Regions from separate parts of the Hordeum vulgare genome. Here all the other regions are linked to region 4. The links are chromatin contacts, called in public Hi-C maps. All regions are on one chromosome and are shown on one strand. Each heading gives the region's core, a stretch centred on a gene start, on an enhancer-like site or on the middle of the called end of the contact. The rest is flanking DNA. Distances are from core to core; before and after follow the strand shown. Region 1 holds the start of LOC123411185 (photosystem II core complex proteins psbY, chloroplastic). Region 2 holds the start of LOC123408538. Region 3 holds the start of LOC123408728 (protein STICHEL-like 2). Region 4 holds the start of LOC123411468 (MA3 DOMAIN-CONTAINING TRANSLATION REGULATORY FACTOR 1-like).

Region 1 (4,527 bases), core at 1,323-3,822, 490 kb after region 4:
TTCTAGGCATGCAACTATGTGCGTTTTATCTAGGAGAATTGTTCACTGGTATGTGGTGGTGAATTATTTGGTACATTTATGCAATGATCATCTGTTACTTTTTTGCTAGCTCCCTGGCAAAGCGGTGTACATGATTGTTTGGCGGATAGTGTGAAATGCCCGTTTGGTTGAAGAATGCCTATACATTTTGGGCATCAGTGACTGTTTGTATATATATTATTAGGTCCATTTATGCAATGATCATCTGTTACTTCTTTGCTAGCTCCCCGGCGAAGCAGTGTAGATGATCATTTGGTGGGTACTGTGAAATGTCCGTTTGGTTGAAGAATGCCTTATCTAGGGACTGTTTTTATTCTTTTTTATCTGGTCTTTGGCTGATTGTTTTGGAAGTTGATGCGCCACTGTTGGAAATAATCATGAGTTTGTCATTTCAGCAGTCTGCTTCTTCATGACTTCGCGAGTCTTCTTCCTTATTAGGATTGTGGATGACATCGGAAGTCCTAGCCCCCCTATCCCCCCACTAGTAGCCTAATTCTTGAGGTGGCCTTGATTTGGAAGTTACTTTTATTTGTGGTAACCTCTCTTTCAGTATAGAGCATGCTAGTTTCCCCCTTTACCCGCAAATTATGGTTATGTTCTACCAGAATTAAAATGCTAATTGTCTAATATATTTAATGCCTTTTGTTGTAAGCTTTAGGATGTTGTTAAGTCCATGACACGTTCACCCGTTCACCCTTTTTAGGCTTCCGCTGTGGGGGACGCTAATGAAACCAAAACCCAGCATGTTCATGCACGTCCAAGCTCGAGGATATCATGGGGTCTCAGAGAAGAGAAACATGCGTGATCACAAACGTAGATTGCTTGCAGCAAAATATGAGCTGAGAGGAAAGCTTTATAAGTCTGTCTGTAGGGACCCTGATCTTCCATCAGATATGCGGGATAAGTTTCGCTATAAGTTGTCCAAGCTGCCAAGAAATAGTAACATGACACGTCTTAGAAACCGCTGTATTTTCACGGGCCGCTCTCGTGGTGTCTACCAAAAATTCCGCATGTCTCGTATCGTGTTCCGTACCTTGGCAAATAAGGGTGAACTGATGGGTGTTAAGAAAGCATCTTGGTAGATGTTAACAGATGGGTAGAAGAAAGAACTAGCTCTTCAGTAGGCCAGCAAAATAAGGTTGCCCTCTTTCAGTGTTTGATTCCTGAAACTATCTGTCAAGTTTTTTTACTGCCAGCAAACGGCATGGTTTTCTCTTTATTTAGTTGAGGCAGTGTAATGTACTGTTTTTCATGCTATTCAGCATTTATGAAGCTAAAGATTCTATTGTTCAAGGTTTCTATAAGCTGGCTGTTTGATTCAATATTTATCTCATCTGGTTTTATTTGATGAGTGCACTGAGATTTAGTATATCTGATCCTCTGATTTATCATATTGTTTGTCACAATTTGCCCTTTTAACTTCTAATCTAAAACATGATCTGATATAAGGCACACAAAAATTTGAACAATATCTTTTGACTAATAATTGCAAGTGCCCTTAGTCAGAAGAACCGGGAAACATCTTAGTCATTTATAACTTGTTTAAGTATCATTTTCACATATCTGCAAGTGTTTCAAATGCCTTGAGCCATAAACACATTGGTTCTTTGGATTGGGCTTACGACTGCAGTGTCTGAGAGATATAACATGCTTCTTTGGCGTGTGCCATAAACACATTGGTTCTTCCCAGGTGGATCCAAGACAGCCGTGATGAGTTCACAAAGGAGCGCCTTGACTCCATCAACGACGAGTTCAAGCTGTACCGCTGCCACACCATCAAGAACTGCACGCATGCCTGCCCCAAGGGGCTGAACCCTGCAAAGCAGATCGACACAATAAAGAAGCTGCAGCTCGGAGCCTGAGTGTGAGCAGAGCAGGGTCTTCCCCCGTGGAGATGTCGGAAAGTTGTAATCAGCCTGCCATTTGGTTTGTTTTTGCTCCATGGTTTCTACCCTGACGAATAATGGATGGAAACGCCTGGCGATTCCGTGTAGGGAGTGAATAATTGCTACCAGATTTTGTTCTTTCCGTGCTGTATCTAGTTTGGTGGTTCATCATATTTTGATGCTCATGCATGAAGTAATTCATAAACTTATTAATTATTATCAACGTTTGGATGGTGTTGTCTACTTCCTTCGTCTGTGTTACAGAATAGTTCTGCAATGATCAGCGTAAACGAAGAGGAAAGACATTGTGGAGCACGAAGATGAACGTCATTTCGTGTATTTTTAACTGAAATTCACCGAAAATACCTAGACGTTTCAATCCAGACGATCTCCGATCTTGTCTTTTCTTGAGACGAATACGATCTTGTCGTTTGGTACCATAGGACATTCTAGGGCACGCTTATATTCCTACTACTGTGAGATATCTGAATTTCCGATTCATTTCACGACTCCACTTCCTCTCACCAAAGTCTCCATGTAAATCGTGTGGTCCCCGCCTAGTTGCTCCCACAGCCAATGGCATTGCAAGTTGCAGGCCGCGAGATAAGCTTTCAAACCTCCATCGCACACTCGCCGCACAAGATAAGCTAGCCACGCCACATCGTCCGTTCTAGAAACGCAGGGGAAGGGAAGGGCATCGCATTACACACCCGCGCACCCCACAGCACCCCTCCATCCACCTTTTTGCCAGCGTGAGAGCTTCTTGCGAGGGAGAGAAGGCAGCGAGCAACCAGGGAGCTAGGCGTCAATGGCGACCATAGCCACGATGACCATGCTCAAGCCCGCCAAGATCACGGCGAGGTCGGCGCCTTCGTCGTCGACGTCGTCCAGCGCCAAGGTGGCGTCGCCGAGCATCTCGCTGCGCAGCCTGCAGAAGAACGCGGCCAAGAAGGGAGCCCTGGCCGTGTCGCCGGCGGCCGCTGCCATGGCGAGCGCCTTCTTCACCTCGCTGGCCTCGTCGGACGCGGCGATGGCGTCGCAGCGGATCGCGGACGTGGCGGCGGCGGCGCCCGCGGACGACAACCGGGGCCTACTCCTGCTCTTCGTGGTGGCGCCCGCGCTCGGGTGGGTGCTCTACAACATCCTCCAGCCGGCGCTGAACCAGCTCAACAAGATGCGGTCCGAGAAGGCGCTCGTCGCCGGGCTGGGCATCGGCGCTGCCGCGGCCGCCGGCCTGGCCGCCGTGCCGGAGCCGGCCTCCGCCGCCGTGCAGGAGCTCGCCGCGCTGGCGGCGGTCGCGCCGGCCGACGACAACCGGGGCCTGCTGCTGCTTTTCGTGGTGGCGCCCGCCCTCGGCTGGGTGCTCTACAACATTCTGCAGCCGGCGCTCAATCAGCTCAACAAAATGCGGTCCAACTGAGCGCGCGTACGTCGTCGTCGTCGTCATGGCATCGTACCGTATGTTGTGTGCGTTGGTCTATTATAAGAGTCGTGGTAGTAGCGTGGAACGTGGTGTGAGTGTCCGCTTGCATACTCTCTAATCTTGTTCCTTCCATTGATCAAATGCAGTACAGCTCTTCTTGTTTTCTCTCACTTCAGTTTAATGTTCTTTTCTGCTACTACGTTCCATGCTGGATTGGGGTTTTGGGAGGTGCTTTGATCATAGATAGGCACGACGGGCCGAGAAGCTTTGGAAAGCCTGGGCAAACCGCAAGTCACAGAGTGCTTAGGATGCCATGTTTTTCTTGCAAACCACTAATACTGTACTTATATCACTACTTCACTAGAAATCTCATGATCGCTCCAGTAGAGATTAGCCGTTTGGAGCACTCGATCTGTGGTTTGGGTTCGAGCAATCTTCTTCACTCACTAGCGCCCCTCGTACAAAGGGGTGGTGTGCCGACGAAGGTGGCCAGTGGGTGGGTGCCGACGAAGGTGGCCAGTTGGTGGGTACCTCACAATAGGCTGTAGGAGAGCGAAAGCCTTCTTCTGCTTCCAAGCTTAAATGAGTAAATTAAACAAAAGAATAAATTTCTTTTTAAGGCAAACATTGACAATTTTTATTAGTTCTTGAAAAATTAGACAAAATCGACACTCCCAAATGCTTGTAAAAAGGGACATATCCATTTTCTCTCCTAACTTTGACCCGACCACATCTTTACCCCTAAAATAAATAGTGGTCAACTTTGCCCCTCTTCCGTTAGAGTGCTTTATGAAAATACCCTTCCGTGTCATTTCCGTTCGGTCAAATGCCTTTGATCGCCAATGTGCTGTTCTTTGAACATTTGTAACCCTCGCTACATATGTCACTTACACGTGGGACCCACCCAAATAAAGGAAAAAAGGACAAAACTCTCTCCCATCTCTCCCACGTACACATGGGACCCAATACAAAAGAAAAAAAAACTCTCTCTCTCTCCAGTCTATCTCTCTCATGTCCCCTCTAAGAGCATCTCTAGCAGACCCCCTATAATGCTCCGACCCGCAAAATAACTGTCAAAATACGGGTCGGGATGAGAAATGCTGCCAGAGTGGACCCTGCAAAGGCGTTCGGCCCGTAAATTTTTTGCGGGGCGCGGCAAAAGTTCGCCCTCAACCTTCA
Region 2 (4,663 bases), core at 1,640-4,139, 490 kb before region 4:
TTGTGCTCGCTCGCTGCAATGTACGTACTGTAGAAGGTGATGTAGCCAGTAGCCTGCCTGTACAAGCGCACAGAAACTGTTGCTACTGATGACACAAGGCAGAATGCAACGGCTCACATGGGGTTCACTGCTGGGAGACAGTTAGATGGGCGATTTAACTCAAATCCATTCGATTCTTGTACTCATCTAAAAGATTTTATATTAGTTTACAGAGGGAGGGAGTACTTGACAAATTTGAAATTCAGATATTCATTTATGTCCTCACCAGAAGCTTTTTTTTTTTTTTTTTGCCATGGCTTTCTTTTTCTCCCGTGGCTTGAAGCTCTGAGCAGCTGACAAACCATGTTATGTACAGAGCGGATGTGTCTCCCATTGTTTTGTCTTCATTTCTTCACTTTGCCAGCCTTCTGAATACCAAATAAAAGAAATGAGACTTGAAAAAAACAAACTCAAATACAGGTGCAGTGGGTGGGCCTGATGTTAGGCGTTCAGTCGGACGCGGAGCTGCTGTCTGCTCTTTGCTGACGCAAAACTCCAGAAGCAATCTTCCGCCGCTGTGCTGGAGCATTCGACCGTTCTGCAAGTAAGCCCCAGCCGCATGCACGGCACGGTCGCCAACTCGACGAATGGCCACGAGACGAAGCAGCAGAAGAAGGGCATCCCCAATCATACGCCTAATAATACCAAAAACCCGCGTGGCAAAACGAAATGTCTCATCTCCATTCGTCGTTTATGTCCTTTTTTTGTTCTTACTTATCATAACCAGCACGCTTTAAAACGTGGAATCATTCCTTACCTTTTTTTTTCCTTTTGAAAGAGCGAGTTGAAAAGCATCAGCTGTAACTTTGCCGACACCGAAGCCGATACCAACTGTCACTAGTCCGTCTTGGCTGCATCTAAGTGTTCACCTACTCTCGGTTTTCAGCCAGTTTTCCTTGTAAACTGGTCAATTCTCTTGTCGGAAAAATAAGTGTTGACCCACTCGATCAGTTTAGCATGTACCAATTGGTTTAAATGATCATGCATCTTGCTTTTGAAGAAAATGGGGAAAAGTTCCGGATTTTGGAACCACTGCAAAATATAGCCATAAGTTACCGAGTTTAGATCATTTATCAGGATATGGAACTGCCAATTTGTACCACCAATGAATTCATTCATACACAAAGAAGAGGGGAAAATGAACTCTGTCTACTTGTAGTTGCAGGGGAATTTGGCCTATTATGGGCCCACTATAAATCAGCCCCGTGTGCTTCCTCCAAGCTGCACATTGCAGCTTCCCGTAACCAAAAATAACATAAAAATAAAGTTGCACACTGCAGCTCTCAAAATAGAAATGGATGAAAAGATCACTAGATAAAGTCTTTGGAACAGAAAACTATCAATTTCAATTCCAATGGAAGGCACATGGCGTTGAGCCATTACAGCAAACTGGCAATTCTATACGAATTACACACCAGAGAGATCGCACATAACATTCATCAGAGTTTTCGATGCCGAAGATGCGTGTTCAGCCTACCTATCCAAGTCTTCCCTCCTCCTAAATGAATTATGGATCCCCACAAAATAAGTTAAGTCCTCCTCCAACTACAGAAATACAGTATAACTGAAGTTGCATGGTCAGAATTCTTTGTCAGACAAAACATGGATGAATGTAGCTTCTTGGTTCATCTGAAAGAAGGAAACTCTCCTCCAGGAAGCTCCCAGTTGTCACGCCCATCATCGTCCGTGGTACCCTCCTTCGACTCCTGCTCATCGTCAAATGGATATGGACCCTTGAAGCGCCTGCCAGACAAAACTATTAGCACCAATTAAGCAATCAAGAAGAAAAATGGTAAAGTCGAAATGAACTCGAGGGATCACTATGTACAATCGTGTACTTTACAACCGCTGACAGGCCCCTTGCACACTACAAAGTCTAGTTTAAACTCTGCTACACGATTCTTCAACGAATAATCGACTTGGAATCTAGTACAGGTTTCGTTTCTATGTACTGTAAATGCACACTATTAACCTGAATTCATGATAAACACTTGAGGGATCCAAATAATGTGCACAGATACACAGCTGAACATAAATTTCATGATCACTTCCATTCAGAACTAATAGTTTGTGGTACATAATACAGCTACAGTGATTGGTTCAATCGCTACCCTGAAATATATATGTACGGTGGTCTGATGTGGCATGAGTTTGCTGCTTAATTTCGATGTCACGTCGAGTTCATATGTGGATGGTTGCTAACATGGAAGACACATAATTGTACAGCATTAATCACTAATCATGTGATCTGTAGCACTTAAAATGGACAGGACAATGGAGCAACCATTTATAGTGAGAGCGGATGAAGATGAACCCGGGGAGGGGGGAGGCCCAAAGGCGGGTCACGGGATTAAGCAACAGGTGGATGGATCGAGCAGGGGCGCACCTGCGGCTGAGCCTCCATGCGGCGTCGCGGGACTTTCGCTTGCGCTTGTCCCGCGCATCCTCGTGCCACCGCCGCCGCCTGACCTCGTGCATGACGCCGGCCCGCCCCACCTCCCGCGTGAACTGCCGCAGCAGATCGCCCCCGTCCACGTACTCGTCTCCCGCGTCCACCTTCGCGTTGTGGTATTTGGGGTTGGCCGCCGGCGCCCACGGCGAGGAGGGGGCCGAGGCGGAGATCGAGAGGGAGAGAGCGACGGTAGGAGGCGATCCACGCGGGAAGGAGGCGACCGTGGTCCGTGATCCCGCGTGGAGGAGAGCATGTGGTGCTGGCGGTGAGAAGAAGGATCGTGCGGCGGCCGTGGTTGGCATGGTGGTAGACAGGTGGTGCGCGCCGGCGACGGACGGGAACAGGGTGGTGGGCTTTGGGGTTTCGGCCGGGTCGAGAAAGTAGAAAACCTACTTGTACTATAGTTGGGCTTACATTTGGGCGCTTTTCTTTTAGAACAACTAGAATTGGGCTTAGAGCATCTCCACCGACCAATAGCCCCTAGGTCTTTTTTTTTATCGTCGACGTTAAAAAAAAAAAGCCAAGTCGCATTTTTAGGACCTTGTTTTTCGTTGGTTTGGATCGAAATTGACGCCGATGGACCCAGGCCGAATCCAGCACGCTGGGGGCGCGTGTGGGCGCCGACTGAAGCAAAAAGTTGCGTGGGGCCGCACTATCGGCGACACTCGTCGATTTTCCCGGCGTTTGTGCCTTTTCCCTCCCTTTCCCTTCCCATCATCCACATCCCCCCTCCTCGTTCCCTCCATTCTCTCCATCTTCTCTCCCGCAGTGCTGTCGAAGAAGTACGCCGCCCCTTGCCAAGCCATCGAACCCGCCACACCAAAGGCGAGGACGCCGATGCCAAGGCCCGCAGGCTTGACAAACGCGCGGTGGAAGATCGACGTTGATCGGAGGGCGGCGGTGACCACCTATCGGCGGAATAGTCTCATCATGAAGAAATTCAGGGATGCAGCAGCGGAGCAGGAGGCGACGCCTCGCTCGACCATGGCGATCGAGCGCCCGATCTTTCCGCGTCAATAGGAGAGCTCGTTTCCACAAGGCGCGTGAGGTAGCCAGCAGAGCGTCGCATCACCGGCCAACTTCCCATCGTCGGTGTGGGGCTACGCGCCCTCCAAGCCAGAATATGTCGACGACGATGCTCTCAGCGGCTTCAACACCAACACCACCTTCCCGCGCACGCCTTCCGTGTTCACCGCCAGCCACAACACCCAGTACGGCTACTCGTCGACGTACTCGGTTCGTCTACGACGGGTCTGTGCCGTGCCCCCTGCCTTTCGCGCCGGGTTCAATGCCACAATTCAGCAATGGCGACGCCGAGATGAAGGAGATCATCAACAACGGCTCAACAGCCGCCGCTTCGTGCCCCTGGTTCAGCACACAAGAGGAACCGCTGGAAATCGGCGACGACATGGATGAGGAGGACGTGGTGGAGGAGGAAGAACCGACAGAGCTGGAGCCGGCGAGGAGCAAGGGGAGAAAGAAGAAGAAACGAGCGACCAACAGGAAGACGACTGAGACTCGCGTCAAGTGGACGGCGAAGGAAGACGAGTGCCTCGCCGAAGCATGGAAGACTATCAGCATCGACCCAATTACCGGTGCGAACCAGACCACCGATACGTACTCGAGAAAGATCAAGACGGCGTTCGACGAGCGCAAGTTGGTCGACCCCGAGTTCGCCGGCATACACATGGAGCGCGGCGACAAGGCCTTGTCCAACCATTGGGCGAGCATCTAACTAGCGTGCAACAAGTGGCATGGGATTCAGGAAGAGGTGATGGACTGCCCAGAGAGTGGTGCCAACATCGACTGACATGTATGTCCATGGCTCACCGGTCCGTGATCTTGAAAGCACATATGCTCCCTTGGTGGTTTTGATAATTCATGACAACATACATTGTCTCTTGGACTAATAATTTTACCAGATATTTCAGGTTTAATCCATGGAGAGCTTTGGGTAAAGGTTTATGTGGAGATGCCCCTTGATGCAAAAAAGGAATAATATTGGCTCAAGCTTCAAGCTAGAAGACTCTTCATTTTATATTTGTGAGAAATCACTTTTGAGCCCATAGGAAAGCCAATACTATTAAAAGGGGGTGAGGTAGTAAAATGAACTGATTGCTCAAAGTGCTCAAAGTTAGCCACCAAAATACTCAGACATTTTCCCACATATCC
Region 3 (4,940 bases), core at 2,187-4,686, 340 kb after region 4:
GGATGACAGAATTGTAGCTCAGCAACTGCCACACCTGTAGTCCAAAGATAAAAAGCATTAAAATTGACTTCAAAGATCCTCAGTGTAGGCATGCAATGCTGATTGTTCACACTGAATGTCAAAGATAAGAGCTCTGAGCATGGTACACATGTGTTAAAAGGAACATGGTCTGGCCATGATGTATCATCTGATGATCAACACTAGTTTGTATTGACAGGTGCTAACATTTGTGACATGATGCATGTGTTCAGACAAACATGCGTTTTCTGGAATGCAGCGTTGAGCAATTGGCTGGATAAAGATGCATGATGGATCAGCAGGAAACAGGGGCTATGTGAAGTACGAACATGACTTCATAAGATAGAATGACACATGAATCTTACTTCCGTAAAAGTTCCCACACAGTTATATCAATTACCTTGGGTTGTGTACAGGGATGAAAACTTTCCATCTTTCTGCAACAGATTATGAAGTGACTTAGATGTGCAGTTCTCAAGAGCCTTCATCCATATTGTCTCCAGTACATCTGGATCTCCTAAATTCATATCCAGACATCCAAGTTTGTTCTGGTAGCACAGATGAGAACTGGTATCTAAGCTTTCATCTTTCAGGGCAGCAGCCCCGTCGTCTGCATAATTAATAGCATGATTGTCAGTAAATAGACACAAGTGATCAGAGATTTGTTTCACAATGATATACTATATGAAGCACTGACATACTATTTTGGAAGTAACACAGCATGCCTTTTACAGACGTAGAATACCAGTTACCTGTTTGACTCTCTGTGAACATGCTTGAAACTGCAGTATCATCAAGGGCTTCTAGGCAGTAAGGCTCTCTCATATTGAACTGTAGCAGGGCGGCGGTGAGCCAAGTGGACTGGTTCTTTGTGGTTTTCAATTGCTTTTCAGTTTCAGAAAGTATTTCCAGCGCATTCCTAAGTTTGTGCACGTCCACCTCAGCAGCTGAGAAGTTGCACACGAGGTTAGATTGATTTGGAAATAACAGATCCATGGACACTGTAAGCTTAGATACACACATATAGGGATAATGCTAAGCTAGATAAATCATAAACAAAATAGCAGATCTGTGTGCCGCTATGTCTCGTGTAACTAGTTTGCCTCGGAAGGGAAGGGAACGTACATGTATTTTTGCCAATAACTTTCCTAACTTCTGAAGAATCTGAGGGGTGCTTCCCAGCTAAAATATCCATGATAAGATTTGCAAGCTGGGCTAATAGCTGCATGGGATCGACCTTCGAACTCAAAAGCTCCCTAGCCCTCCGGACAATGGTAGCAGCATCTGATGACATCGACAGATTAAGAAGATCAAGCAACTCTTCATCTGAGACATCACCTATCTGCCAAAATAACTAGGGGTTATTTACAGGTTCTAAGAAGGAAAAAAGGATAACATATTTTCTGATGATATATATAAAGTTAGAAAGCTTGAGTAAATCAACTTACCAAGTCATATGTTACTGATTTGCTGATTCTTTTTCCTAGCAGAGTTAGTTGGTCAAGCATTTGGACTGCATCCCGAATGGAACCACTGGCCTTGCGAGCAAGAAGCTCCAGCGCTTCGACTTCAAACTCCATACCTTCTTTTGTGCAGATCTGGCTCAACCGGTGGACAATCTCTGTGTCGTCTATCTTGCAAAACCTATAGCTCTGGCACCATCCAGCAGAGTTGTTTGGTAGTTTATCGATGTCGGACGTTATCATGACAAATATTGAGCTCGCAGGGATCCCTTCAAGGCTGCTGTAGATGGAGTACCATCCCTCCTTATCCATATGTTGGCAATCATCTACAATAAGTACCTTGAAGTGCGAAGAAGCAGGAACTTCACAGGCATTCCTGAGCAAGACAGCAACCCTAGATTTGCAATCCAGTTTGGAAGCATCAACCTCAACCACACTGCTGCTGTTTCCTGAGAATATGACCACGCATTCCTCGCAGTGCCCACAAGGTTGGTTCCCACCTGGAGAGAGGCAATTCAGCGCCGCTGCGAATACTCTAGCCGCGGATGTCTTGCCAATGCCGTGCTGACCATGGAGGAGATAGATTGGAGCAAGTTTTCCTTGAGAAACAGCATTTGAAAGAGACTGTGCAACAACATTCTGTCCAGCCAGCTCAGAGAAAGACTTCGGCCGGTACTTCTGGAGCAAGCTTCTCGCGCCTTCCTGGGGCTCACTCCGACCGAGCTCTTCCCCTTCGATCACCAGAGAGAAAGCCCTGTCCTTGGCCGCCCTCGACATCCCGGAGATCGCAGAGCAGCAGTTCTGGTTATGAAGCGCCGCCTTCACCCTCGCGTTGGCCTTGATTATGTTGATCGGCGAGTTGGCTAGGCGGCCGCCAAACTCCTCCCTCCTCCTCTGAACATGATCATACATGTTGTAGCTGAAGCTGTGCCTGCCATAATTGCTTGCCTCGACGTCATCTTCCTCGAGGGAACACCCTTCCCATATGGTCTTCTTAGCCGAGTACTTGGCCAGCGAGTTGGTGTCTGGGTCCCTCAGAGATCTGGACCTCATGACGGCGACTAGAGCCCTCGAAATCGGGATGTCAACCGAATGCCTCCTCCCCTCAATCATCTTGCAAAGCTTCCAACCAACTCCACACGCTGATTCTACGACTGAAGACTGCAGACTGCTGAATCCTGCAATGCGGACGAGTGTTCAGGAACAATTTTGATTTATGACAAGGAAAGCACATGCACTGCACGTCTGCAAACTAGTAACACAAAATTTTGAAACATGAAGCAGATTCCCCCATCTAAAATTTCCATCTATTTTTAGATTGTTGGTAACTGGAAATGCAGGCCATGTACTGCGATTTTTTAGGAAACAAACTCCCTCCCGCTGCGATTTACCCTAAACAGCATTTACCGCGCAGACAATCAATCTTTGGGAGCAAAAAAGGATAGAAATTGGGCGTACGGGTTTGAGCAAATCAATCTTGCTGCACCAGTGATTGAGCAAATCAATCTTGCTGCACCGGTGGTTTTGAGCAAATCGTGAATGCAGAATGCATCTAAGAAGAAAAAACAAGAGGAGAGAAAAAACAACCTGGGAATTGAGGTTGTTGGAAGAAAAAAACCTGGGAGCGGGGGGATTAAAAAAAAGAGAGGGGAGCGCAATTCCCCGTAGAGGAATGCACCACCTCAAAGAAGGAAAATAGTAAAACGAAAGATGAGAGCATCTCGGCGACACGCGAACCGAATAACCAGAAGAGCAGGAACAGAAGAGGAAAGGTGGGGATTCGAACCGAAAGAATGCTTACCCTACGCCCCTGCCACCCCGAAGCCGTCCACCGCCGCCGCCGACGAGGAGGAGGAGGAGACGAAAACCGGCACAGCCTTTAGGCACCGTCACCGCCACACCCGACCGCTGCGCTCCAGCCCGCTCCCGGTATTTAGCACCACCGCCACCACCGCCGCATTAATAACGCGAGCGAGGGGGAGGGAAGGGAGCTAGGGCCGCAGGAGCAAGAAGAAGACGAGGGGCAGCGCAGTGGCAGAGCGCGTAAATACGTCCGAAGTCGACGGATGGTTAACACCGCGAGAGGCCTGGGCGGAGACTTGAGTAGAGGAAATCGGAGGCCGGCCGCGCCTCGGGCCGCCTGCCATCGCCCGTCGGTGGCTCTACGGCCGTAGATACCTGTGAAAAGAAGGGGTATGCTCGTCTTTTGGCGAGAGGATCGCACGGCTCCGTCACGGCCGGCCGAATCGTAACGGAGCGTGAGAGATGTTGCGGGGAGGGGGTGGCGTGGGATTTACTGTTGCTGATGCCGGGGGCGGGGGCTCGTGACCCCACCGCTCTGCTCGTCCTCTCTTCGTCCTTTACTGCAAAATAACTCTGTTTCGCCCAAAAGCAAAATTTGGCTTTCCTGGCATGGCCTCATTTTCCCCCCTTCCTCCGTAAATTCACATCATGCGTTTAAATAGTGGAAAAACCCGTGTGTGTTCCAAACGCTACTAATTGCCTTTTATAAGACGGGTTTTTTAAAACTCTTCTATTTATAAGACGGAATTATAATTGGAGGAGATTTGTTTATCATCTGATTTGGAGCATGCCCATGTTACGGAATTGTGATGCTCCTACTGTTTCTGTTTTTTTTTTTTTTTGACAACGTTCAACTGTTTCTGTTTTGTATGCAGCATCGTCAGAGTTTGTTTCTTGTGCCAGGCTAGGAGGATGGATGTCCGGGACCTTCTTTTTTCTCCACAGCACATGTTCGTCGTAGTATTATTTATCTCTCTTCTTTTGACGGGGATACGACACAGGGGGGACCAAGGTTAGTTGGGTACGACGACGTGTTTACTCGTTTTCTAATCACCATTTCATTACTACTGCTAGTGATTAGGCAATGGCAGGGCGTTGATGATGAGCTAACTAGTCTCGACTCCTCTGCTCACTGCGCTGCTGAAACAAATGTGGCTTTAATCATGAGATTAGCCCACCCATTAAGATATGATCGCATCATCATGTCCGAATCTACTCCAAGATAAGCATTCCCAAATCAGACAGTTCCGCATGCTTATATGTTTTTCATTGAAAATATATGAGGTTATGCCGGCCTGTGTTCTTAATCATACTAGATCAGTACGGTACGTTCCTGTGATTAAAAACAAGAGCCTAAGGGCCTAACGGCGACAGTATAGCTTGCCGTGAAAAGGTCCCACTGTTTGGTTTGACCCTTTCGTTTAGCTTCCGTAAAACCTAGCATGGTCTGGGAACAATATTTGATGATACTAACCTAAGGTTTCAGTATTGAGCTACGTATAATATGAATCAGCATGACAAAGTATGATCATATACTACTACTAATGCAATATAGACGACAAAGTGCAGAGCCTCTACAGTGAGAATTGCTGGAATGGGCTGGAATGGAATCCCATGCGTGCAATTCCGCTACAGACATATGGCAGCAAAAGCTGG
Region 4 (4,272 bases), core at 447-2,946:
CAACGCTTAAAATGCGTTCCGGTAATTTTTCCTATTTCAGTGTAGCGGAGAAGCCATGAATCGAAAGTGCCTAAAATAAGAATTTTGAATTGTTGAAATAACTAGCACTTTATCGGTTGATCTAATCCACGAATAAACAACAAGCATGGTAAATATGGTATACTTCACACTCCACAAGATGGAGAGAGGGAGAGAATGAACGATTTAGGTCACACTCCACAAACGTAGTCTCCTTATATAGGTCCTCAAATATATTGGCCTCGGCCAGACCCACGACCGAGTTAGTGAACAACCCATGGTCCAATGTCTCACACAATGGCACTTTCATTTAGCGACTAGTTAATTAATTCATAATTAGGCTTGCTCGACTCATTCACACAACCCGTGGCGCACACGCCATGGCGAGGCGAGCGGAGGAGGAGGAGGAACGCACGTGTACATCTTTTTTTTCCAAGCTTCCAATGATACGTGATGGATCAGCCCTTATAAAGGAGTCTCACGATTACTATTGTAGCCGTATAGTGCTAAACTTTTCATAACTTATCGTACATCCATATGGACCATAGAGATTAACGAATGATTATTCTCTTATATGGGCCCGATCAGATCTATGATAAAAATTTAACACAAAATACAAATGTAACAAATAAACCATGATAATAATATTAATTTTTTGTGGAACTAAGAGAGGGCCTTTTTCCAACTGAGATCGGCCGTTCGCCTCTGGTTGAAGCTCACAGTACCAATGTGAGTGATCAGGAGCACACGGACCTTTAGTTTTGGATAAGTTGAGGAAAATTTAGTTGAACAATTTTTTTTGAAGTAATTGAACAAAAAAGAAATACGTGCAGGTTCTTGTGTTTATGCGAGAAAATGAGTAACTCCTGTGATTTTTTATTTTTTGCTAAATAAATTCCTACGCTCCAAACATGGGCCGACTTTAATCCCGACAAAATCAATCACAAACGTGGCGTCTCCCTTATTGAGGAACGATCGGACAAATCAAAGAAATTAAATTCGTCTGCAAGGATTTTTTTTAGTGATAATTCGTCTGCAAGGATTTATGTTTTAGTATATTGATACATTCATTTCTAGACAAAGTTAAGACAAGAATTTTAGAGTGGAGGAAGTATTAGTTTGAATGTGATGAAGAGATGACACTGAATCTTGACCTTAGTCCGACGCGTCATGCTCATCCGGCCCGTCACTCGCCTTATCCACACGGCCCGGGGCCAATCACGACGTCCCTCTTGTCACTGACGCCACCTTGGCCGCCGCAGAAGATCCCAAACCACCTCCCCAGCAAAGCAAAACCCTAACTCCCACGGCCCGATCCGACTCCCACCGACCACTCAACTAGTGCCCCTAAAATATGCAGCATCCCACCGACACCTGGGCCCAGGAGACTCAACGCTCCACATGTCAGCAAATGCTGTGTTCATAACCGGTGTGCGCGAAGTGAACCACGAGCGGCCGAACCCGGCAGCGCCACGTGGGGATGGGATAGGGATCCGCGGCCCAGACCAGCGGGCCTCGAAACCGGCGAGCCCACACAACAGGCCCCCCGGCCGTCTCAATGACACGCGGGCTCAGGCACACGGTGGGTCCCACAAGGTCGAAGAGCGTGTCTGGTGCAAGCGACGTGTCCCGGAACCCACGCCGCCTTCCGTATAAAATCCGCTATCCATCCCTCTCTCCCTCGCCTGCAGCAGTCTCGTCTCCAGGAGGAAAACCAAAAGCGAAAGGGTAGGGGAGAAAAAAAAAGTCATTACCATACCACTCGCTCGCTCGCTCCGCAGCCGCGGCGCACGCACGCAAATCTCGCGCACGGGTTTGCGGGGGGCGCTCGATCCGCGGAGGAAACCCTAGGTATGTACTCTGCTATGTCTGGATAGGGTGTCGGCTCCCGCCGTGCTTTGCTTGCTGCCCGCGCGCGGCCGCCCCCCCGTCTCCCCCGCTCCAGTTCGTTCCCCATTTCGGCGCGAGGCGACGCTGATTTGGTTTGGTTTTTGGTTGGTGGTGTGATGTCGCCGCAGGGCGGTGGATTCGGGATGGCGTCGCCGAGGAACGAAGGCGGGTTCCTGACGCAGGAGCAGCGGGAGAAGCTGCGGATCGCGGTGCAGAACGCCGAGACGCTCTCGCTCACATCGCCGCGCTCGCCCACGGGGAGCACCACCTCCGCGCTACTGCAGCAGTACGAGCTGCACCAGCAGCAGGTGCGCGCCGCCGCCGCCGCCGCGAGGGGAGGCGGGGGCGGGGGTGGAGGCGGAGGTGGGGCGAGGCACGCGCGACGGTCGCATTCCGGGAAGGCCGTCAAGCTTAAGAAAGGTGAGGTGGCGCTCGATCTGTTTGTGCTCTGTGTAATTAATACCTCCCCTCTTGTTATGGAGCTGGTTTTAGAGCTTGGCGTGCTTGATTAGGACGCGATGCGTTATGCCAATTGCTGTGCTGCCATTGTTACTGCTTCAGTGGACTGCTTAGCCTGTTGTTCATGCCTTACGTGGAGTCGATCTAGTTTAGGGTTCTGGGAATGCAGGTTTAGCAGCTGAGTTTATCTTGCTGTTGATGTTTATTTCGAAGGTATGCTTGTGGTTCTGGTATGCTGATGCTGCTAGTTTTTGCGTCTCGTTGAGGTTGGGCTCTCGTTATAAGGAGGTAGCACATTGTGACCTATACATCATACTGCGCTGACAAAATTTTGTTGAGAGTTCATCGATTGTTTGACTGTTCACTAGTTTGCCGATTTGGATTTGTTGCAGTAGGTTGGTAAGCTGATAACCATTACATTTTGACGGCATACACCTGCTGTTGGTGGCGAGGGTTAGCTTTGCATGCATGAAGCAGTTCAGTGGTTCCGTGTGCGTGTTAGTTTGTGCTCCGGACTCCCGAGCTGCCTAAAGGGGATTGGTTTTGTCGGGTAATGGCAATTACAATCTGGCTGTGTAGCATTCTTCTATGTTGGTTGAGTTGGTTACCAGTATTCTGGTTGCATCTGTTACCCTTCAGGCGCTGATTGGATTGTCGTTTCTCAACGCTAAACCCCAGGAAAATATACACGCCTCCCACCGTCATTTTCTTTTCCAGATGAAAATTGTGTGTGGCCTGTAATTTACATGTGTAAATTATATATGGGTGTATAAATAAACACCCATTCCAAGCGGGGTGTTAGGATTTTTTTGTCGCTCTCTGCTTTTTCGATTCATAGGTGTACTCAGATCCCAGGATCTGATAGTACTGTAAAGTTGTCCAGAGTATATTATCTACCTGTTCTGATAATAAGCTTTCAATTAGTTGATACCACTGACTTTTCCTGTGTGGGCAAGACAACCATCTTTTACAGGACATTTGCTAAGACAGAGCACTTCAGATTCCTTGTACTTGTAACATGTACCATGAGCTGACTGTGATGGTTGCTGTCTATATTGTTGTGTGAATTGTTCCCCACTTGTGATCATCATATTCTATGATGAGCAGTTGGCCATCTCTTGTTCTGTTGGGATATGGTCAGTTTGTATTCTTTTAATAGTTTCAGCTCACAAATCTAGTCAATGAAATTTGGTCTACATCTATGTATATGTATGCATATCCTATACTGGGAACTTTTGCTTGCACCATGCCCCCATTATATGATTATACTAGATCCTGCTGATTGTTGTTCCACTTTTTATGTTAGCTGTCTGTACGGTTTTTCGATATTTTTGTAATAACTGGAGAACTCATTTGGTATCCTTATTTTAATTATTTCTACCCCCTCCGTTCCTAAATATAAGTCTTTTTAGAGATTTCACTACAGACTACAAACGGAGCAAAATGAATGAGTCTACACTCTAAAGTATGTCTATATACATCCGTATGTAGTCCGTAGTGGAATCTCTAAAGACTTGTATTTAGGAACGGAGGGAGTAGTTGTTATTGGAACCTAATTTTGTGCAGAATATAGTGTATTGCAGCATGTTGCAATGCATGCTTCTCTCTTTCTGGTAGCAACTGATTATGTGTTTTGTTAACAGGCTGTGCATAGTCATTTGTTTCTTTTCCTATTTGAAGTTTTGACTGTGTGTTTCATTAGAAAAGGAGGTTATCATTCTGGGCTTAGAGTTACTAGTCCTTTCTTTCTTGCTTGTTTAGCTTCCATTTACTTCCTGTACACATCGGGCGTGGAGTATTTGGGATATTCAGTGAAGTGTATATTGTACTACCTGGACTCACCCTGAACGCATATGGTTAGATATTAAAGCTGGCGAGGCATTGATTTCAGTTGCTATTACCACA

The links. Hi-C and Micro-C count contacts between places; a contact is called where the count stands out from the background.
Region 1: a contact with region 4 is called in a Hi-C map of leaf, with 3 times the contacts expected there. The contact joins the promoter of LOC123411185 here to the promoter of LOC123411468 in region 4. A contact is called at or near these places in 4 of 6 Hi-C or Micro-C datasets (leaf and seedling).
Region 2: a Hi-C map of leaf shows a contact between it and region 4, with 2.9 times the contacts expected there. The contact joins the promoter of LOC123408538 here to the promoter of LOC123411468 in region 4. A contact is called at or near these places in 3 of 6 Hi-C or Micro-C datasets (leaf and seedling) and 1 of 1 datasets of contacts at active chromatin or transcription factors (embryo).
Region 3: a Hi-C map of seedling shows a contact between it and region 4, with 2.9 times the contacts expected there. The contact joins the promoter of LOC123408728 here to the promoter of LOC123411468 in region 4. A contact is called at or near these places in 4 of 6 Hi-C or Micro-C datasets (leaf and seedling) and 1 of 1 datasets of contacts at active chromatin or transcription factors (embryo).

Annotation. Positions count from the first base shown.
Region 1 is chr7H:417,099,090-417,103,616 of MorexV3_pseudomolecules_assembly, forward strand. LOC123411185 (photosystem II core complex proteins psbY, chloroplastic) reads left to right here and starts at 2,573. Exons shown (of 1, transcript XM_045104124.1): 1 at 2,573-3,518. The coding sequence starts at 2,734. The coding sequence ends at 3,345. LOC123411184 (succinate dehydrogenase [ubiquinone] iron-sulfur subunit 1, mitochondrial) reads left to right here. Exons shown (of 2, transcript XM_045104123.1): 2 at 1,730-2,168. The coding sequence ends at 1,901.
Region 2 is chr7H:416,116,182-416,120,844 of MorexV3_pseudomolecules_assembly, forward strand. LOC123408538 reads right to left here and starts at 2,890. Exons shown (of 2, transcript XM_045101624.1): 1 at 2,324-2,890; 2 at 1,335-1,782. The coding sequence starts at 2,793. The coding sequence ends at 1,665.
Region 3 is chr7H:416,944,008-416,948,947 of MorexV3_pseudomolecules_assembly, forward strand. It overlaps LOC123408728 (protein STICHEL-like 2), which reads right to left and starts at 3,437. Exons shown (of 6, transcript XM_045101780.1): 1 at 3,283-3,437; 2 at 1,467-2,659; 3 at 1,144-1,360; 4 at 771-965; 5 at 419-628; 6 at 1-34. The coding sequence starts at 2,594.
Region 4 is chr7H:416,607,032-416,611,303 of MorexV3_pseudomolecules_assembly, forward strand. LOC123411468 (MA3 DOMAIN-CONTAINING TRANSLATION REGULATORY FACTOR 1-like) reads left to right here and starts at 1,697. Exons shown (of 4, transcript XM_045104415.1): 1 at 1,697-1,869; 2 at 2,037-2,328. The coding sequence starts at 2,052.